Linked DNA regions of Mus musculus: region 1 is linked to region 2. A link is a contact called in public Hi-C data. All regions are on one chromosome and are shown on one strand. The core of a region is the stretch at or near the end of the contact, and the rest is flanking DNA. Distances in the headings are between cores, read along the strand shown. Region 1 has its middle 6.8 kb from the start of Gm31202. Region 2 has its middle 55 kb from the start of 5930403N24Rik.

What was found. A called contact is a pair of places that touch in the nucleus more often than the background predicts.
Region 1: a Hi-C map of uterus shows a contact between it and region 2, with 5 times the contacts expected there. The contact joins two enhancer-like sites. A contact is called at or near these places in 5 of 484 Hi-C or Micro-C datasets (bone marrow-derived macrophages, cerebral cortex, nephron progenitors and 1 more) and 2 of 115 datasets of contacts at active chromatin or transcription factors (microglia and neural progenitor cells).

Annotation. Positions count from the first base shown.
Region 1 is chr10:37,356,126-37,359,094 of GRCm38.p6, reverse strand. No RefSeq gene overlaps it. Among named protein-coding and RNA genes, the nearest start is that of Gm31202, 6.8 kb to the left of the region's middle. Within about 2 kb of position 1,669, at least 103 of the 459 cell types and tissues checked have an H3K27ac peak or open chromatin away from gene starts, as enhancers often do. A contact at or near this core is called in microglia and uterus, where this site is marked.
Region 2 is chr10:37,192,978-37,195,709 of GRCm38.p6, reverse strand. No RefSeq gene overlaps it. Among named protein-coding and RNA genes, the nearest start is that of 5930403N24Rik, 55 kb to the right of the region's middle. Within about 2 kb of position 1,334, at least 74 of the 459 cell types and tissues checked have an H3K27ac peak or open chromatin away from gene starts, as enhancers often do. A contact at or near this core is called in microglia and uterus, where this site is marked.

The DNA.
Region 1 (2,969 bases), core at 420-2,919, 160 kb before region 2:
GTTATTTATACAATCTATGACCACTTGCCCAGGGGTGGCACTGCCCACAGTGGGTTAGGTCCTCACAGACCAATCATTAATCATGAAAATGCCCCCTACAGACTCCTATAGGCCAATCTGGTGAATGCATTTTCTTAAATGAGGCTTCTTCTTCCCAAGTAAGCCTATCTTATATGAAGTTGACCAAAACCAAACCAAAACAAAACGGAACAAAATCAAATAAACAAACAAAACCTACCTAGCACACCTAAGCTACAAAGTGAGACACTGTTCCTAAAATAAACAAACAAAACTCACATGTTAATCTACTCTACCTGAGTAAATATACTCTCTGTCTCAGGCCTGAGCTACAGCCTTGGTAATAAGCCCTGAGCCATTCTTTAGCCTGCTGTGACTCCCTTTCCTGTGCACAAAACAGCAACAGTGCAGGAGGTTCTAAGATTTACCTTCCTGAACTAACTCAACAAAAAGGGGATGCTGAGTTCAGCACATGGTGTTCAGTATAAAGGTCTGCAAATGCGATCACTTTGGGGCTGTGGTTTTCATCAGACAAGCCGAGGTAACATTTTAATGTGATCATGTGCACATACCAGGGCCTGATTTTCCTAAATTGCTCTCCCTAAATGGAATTCCTTTACCAAAGCACAGACCCATTCCCCCGCCCCCCCAAGGGGCATACTAGTGTCGTTCTCCAATGAAACTCAATTCTGCACACATTAACTCCGAGGCAAGGCTCTAGTAAATCCACTTAAACCCTTCCATTTACTTATTGTGAAATTATTTGATTCCATATTTTCTATTTTAAAAGATCAGAATATGTGTAGCAGTGGGAGATAACTCCTTAGGCTTTTGACTTGTACATTCTCTCTTTCAGAGAGTGACTCGTTCATTTTGGTTAGATGCACGTTTATCATGATGCCGTTGGCTGAGTAAGACATAATGTTGATCATTTTGCTGATAATGTAAGGCTTAGAGAAGGCTAACACTTGTGCACATCTGCCTTCTCCAGCTCTTCCAACACTGTTAAAGAATGTCTTTTTAGTTGGATTTTTGAGATGTGTATTTAAAAAAAAAATCTGAGTAAACTTAATTTTTGGAATCTTTACAATGCTGACAGTGAGCATTTCCCTGCACACAGCCTTTAGTAGAGCAGCCAAGGTTGTCATGGTGAAATGGATCAGCGCTGTTTGCCAGGCAGCCCATGGAACTGCAGACAGGCTGTTGGTACAGAGCTAGCTACACAGGCCACCAGTTCATTATCTATAGCTGAATCTAGGTCACTGGGATTTGTTGATGCTGCAGCTGATCCTGAGGTACTTCTGTCTCCTTCAGTGTTCAAAAATGGCCCATGCACACTGGGTATCCCTTGTGGCTGCAAACACTGCAGGCTTAGATCCTCTCCTTCTGCACGATAAGTGTTAGTCTTTGCATTTAATTAAAAACTCTCAACCGTTTAAGCTGGAAAACATCACAGGTTTGCCTACCTCCGTGTGTGCCTCTGTGTGTGTGTATGTGTGTGTCTGTATGTGCATTCATGTACGCAAAACTTGACATGGAGATATCACACTGGAGCCTGCATTTCTCTTATTAAAATGCACATTCCAGAGGCATGAGCTCAATATTACAATCACATTCCTCTGTGAATGTAAACATTAGCCAGCAGCAAAGCTTGGCAGCTCTTAAAAATGAAGAGTGCTCAGGCTTTCCTCCATCCACAGCATGTGCCGTTTTCTCCCTAGGTACATAGTTTCACTGTGTTTGTGGTGGTGTATCTCAAATGGTAGGATTGTGGTGGTCTGGGCACGTGGTCAAAGACCAGAGCAGAAAGGCTTCAATATCTTTTCCCATTCACTGGTGCTGCTGACTGTGCTCTCCCATGATTGTCCTGCTATGTAGATCAGGCTGACCTCAAATGAACAGAAATCTTGACTGTGCCACTCAATGGGATTAAAGTCACGAACCACCATCCTTGGCTACCATGGATTTTCAAATAAAGCAGTGGAAATGACCTTTTTTTTTTTTTTTTCTGTTTTGTTTTAAAGCAATGTCAGGAATGGAGGTACATGCCTATAATCCCAGCATTCTAGCAGCTACGGCAGGAGGATTGTATGTTCAAGATTAGACTACACTGTCTGGTAAGAACCTATAGTGGTGTGTATTGCAGGAAACATTAAAAGAGAACAAGTTTTCGCACTAAGTCCGGCTACTCTCTACCCCGCCAACCCCACTGCCTCCATGGCTAGCCCCATGCAGCAATTGATTGCAGTCTTCCTAGCTCCAGTTCGCTTGCCTCAGTGGCTTGTTCCTAAAACCACAAACCCCTATGGTCTGTGGTACCATATTCCAGTAACACAGTAAAACAAAAGTCTTGAAGCTTATAATTAACCAGTAAGATTTATATATCAATAAATTCTCAATTCACAAGATGGCCACACAATAATTTCTGTGCCAATTGATACTGATACAAGCTGCCCACCTAGATTAGTCAAGTTACCCCAATTATTTTATCCCAATATAGTAGCATATCTACCCATGGCTATTCAAAGCCATGATGGTTCTGCATCATCCTGTCCATAGATCTTGCTTCCTGTCTCTCCCTCCATCCCATCTCTCAACTCTTAGCTATACCTCCCTTTTCCCTGTCCAATCACAGGCCTCCTGCTGCACTAAAATTTTAATGTAATTGGAGAGGGAAAATCCTGCCACAGGTTTGACTCAGAAAAGTCCCCATAGGCTCATGTATTTGAATGTTTGGTTCCCAGTCAGTGGAACTGTTTGGGAAGCATTAGGAGTTATGGCCTTGTTGGAAGAAGTGTGTCACTGGAGGTGGACTCTGGGGCTTCAAAAGCCCACTTCATGTCTCTCTCTCTCTCTCTCTCTCTCTCTCTCTCTCTCTCTCTCTCTCTCTCTTTCTCTCCATCTTGTGAATCAGATGCAAGTGCTCTGCTACTGCTCCAGCACATGCCTGC
Region 2 (2,732 bases), core at 85-2,584:
GGATACTTCTGAAAACCCATAAAATATGCAGGGTAACCAATGTTAGACCCTGCCTTAGATACTCATACTTCATGTTTCAAGTTAGAAATCATTTATGGCCAGGTGTGGTGGCGCATGCCTTTAATCCCAGTAAAGGCAGGCCGATTTCTGAGTTCGAGGCCAGCCTGGTCTACAAAGTGAGTTCCAGAGCAGCCAGGGCTATACAGAGAAACCCTGTCTCGAAAAACCAAAAAAAAAAAGAAAAGAAAAGAAAAAAAAAGAGAGAGAGATCATTTATGTTCAAATTCTGAGCTGATACCATGCTTTCCAAAAGTCCAAAAGTCTCTTTGTCCATGCATGCCTTAAACACAAACATCACCATGCCTGCACATGACAATGAGGCTTCTACAGACAGACCTCAAAATGAAAGCGGCCCCGGGGGCGGGTATGGGGGGAGTTGTGACACAGTATTGTGCTGGGAGAGAGAAATATACAGCCTCCAAAAGAGGAAGGTAACTAAGCCGCAACAGCAGAAAACCATCCACCTCATCAGTTTTCAGCACAGAACGGTCTCATAAAAACGTGGTTTGGGATTGGTTTGGATTCCTTGAGTTTCGCTGAGGTTCAGTTTTCATTGACCTCGCTTCCCTCCTCCGGGCTTCTCACTTTTGCAGCAGTTCCAGCGAACTTAATCACAGTGAGGCAAACCTTGGAAAACTCTCAGCACACCTGGGCTGGCTTTAGCTGTGAGGCAACCTGGCTTCCAGGCTTCATGGCCTGAGCGTTCGGCCCCACCTAGATCAGAATGCCTAGGACACAGGGCTGTGTGTCACTGTTGGCACCAGTCACAACCTCTAAGCAACAAGTCTCCCCAGGGCCATACAACCGGTGTTGACCTTTCTGTGTCAACTGAGATGACACATGGACCAACCTGGGAAACTGAGTGTAAAGAAAAGCGAAGCTACTATAGGAAAAGCACAACCACCTTGCCCACAACTAAAAGAAGGGACCTGACCTCAAGGAACCAGTCGCTGAGTGTTGGGGAGAAAGAGAGCGTGCTGGAAAAGTGATCATAAAACTGATGAGATGGCTATTTGTGCTGAGCTGCTGGTTTCGCAGAGAAACTTTTCCACAGCTGTGGCCATTTGTCGGAATCAACTGCAGCCCTGTTTTGTTTAGGGTTTTGACAAATCACAGAATTCTCTGTGCTGTGTTCTCCTGTGGGAAGAAAAGAGGACGGAATCTATAGATACGGCATTCGGTAGTTTTATGTTTTCTTAGGTTTCTCCTGGGCTGCGAAGAGGAAGCCTTGGCCCTGTGACAGCCTGGCTTGGCCTTGAAGACCGTCAGAGCCTTGGCTGGGCTGCTGGGACTGTGCGGAAACCTGGACCTGGTCCTCACCGCGGTGCCCAGGCTGCTCTCCCAGTTTCCACAGCTGCTTATCCCAGCTGTTGCTGAACTTGTCTCAACTACCGCCCTCATACTCACCCAGAGGACCTTTTACTGGAGAAGGCAAGGCCCCGAGTGAGGAAGAGAAATATATAGTTCCCTCTCCTCCAGGTCTGCTAGAAGGATACAAAACAGAATCAGTTGAGAAAGAACAGCAGGGGATGTATTTGCGTTCTTTTAACGTGAGGGAGATTTGGTATGATTTCAGACAAAAATAAGAATAACCTCAGTGCTTGACTCTTGGCCTACTGACATGCAACCAAGATAACAAACAGTACCTATTGACTCATTCATCAGACAGCCTCTCCACAGTCCTCCCAAGCAGCTTCCCAAACACCAGGGTTACAGTGATGATCCACCATGCCTGGCTCTGCCTTTCTCTCTCTCTCTCTCTCTCTCTCTCTCTCTCTCTCTCTCTCTCTCTCTCTCTCTTAGATGATAGAATTTGTGAAGAGAAGAAAGCTAATTTAAAAAAAAATTTTGGCATGATAGTGCAGTTCTTAAAAATTCTAATTGAGGTCTAGCAGGAGAAAGTTTCTACTTCTAGCTTTTTAAAGTTTTTTTTTTTGTTGTTGTTGTTGTTAACATGTATTAATGTATTAATCTCATGTATTCTAAACTGGCCTTGAACTCACTGTGTAGCTAACAATGGCCTTGAACTCATGATCTTTCTACCTCTTTCTCCAGAAGACTAAGATTACAGGTGTGTCTCTTGTGTCCAACTTCAGTCTCTTATTTGTATTTATTGAGTTCAATAAATTTCTTACTTTATTTCTTAATAATTATTATGATGGCACAAGCAGTGACTCATGGGAAGATATACCCAGTTTCAGTCCACCGTGGCCTGGGTTTGTGGTCTTTCTTGGAAATAAGGGTCTCTGCAGTTGTAACTGAGCAGGGGGAATTGGGAAGACATTGTCCCTGATTCCCCAGACAGGCCCTACATATGGGCACAAAGCACCATGTGAAAACGGAGGCAAAGGAACACTGGGAAAGTAGAGTTTAAGAAAGGGGCTGGGCACTATTCTAGAATGTTCAGAGAATGAGGCCCAACCAACACCTTAATTTCAAACTTCTGACTCCACTGACTATGAATTAGCAAATTTCTGTTGCTATTGCTGTTGCTCTAAGGCACACATTTGTGTCAATTTGTCCCAGCAGCCTCTGGAAATTAATGCAGTTAACTAAGGTCTTCATCAGCTTCTGTTGCCACAATCATGGCTTCTTGAGTATTTCATCTGAAAATAAGCACAAAACTGAAAAGAGAATCTGTCCTATAGAACTTTGCAAACTATAAGGATTTC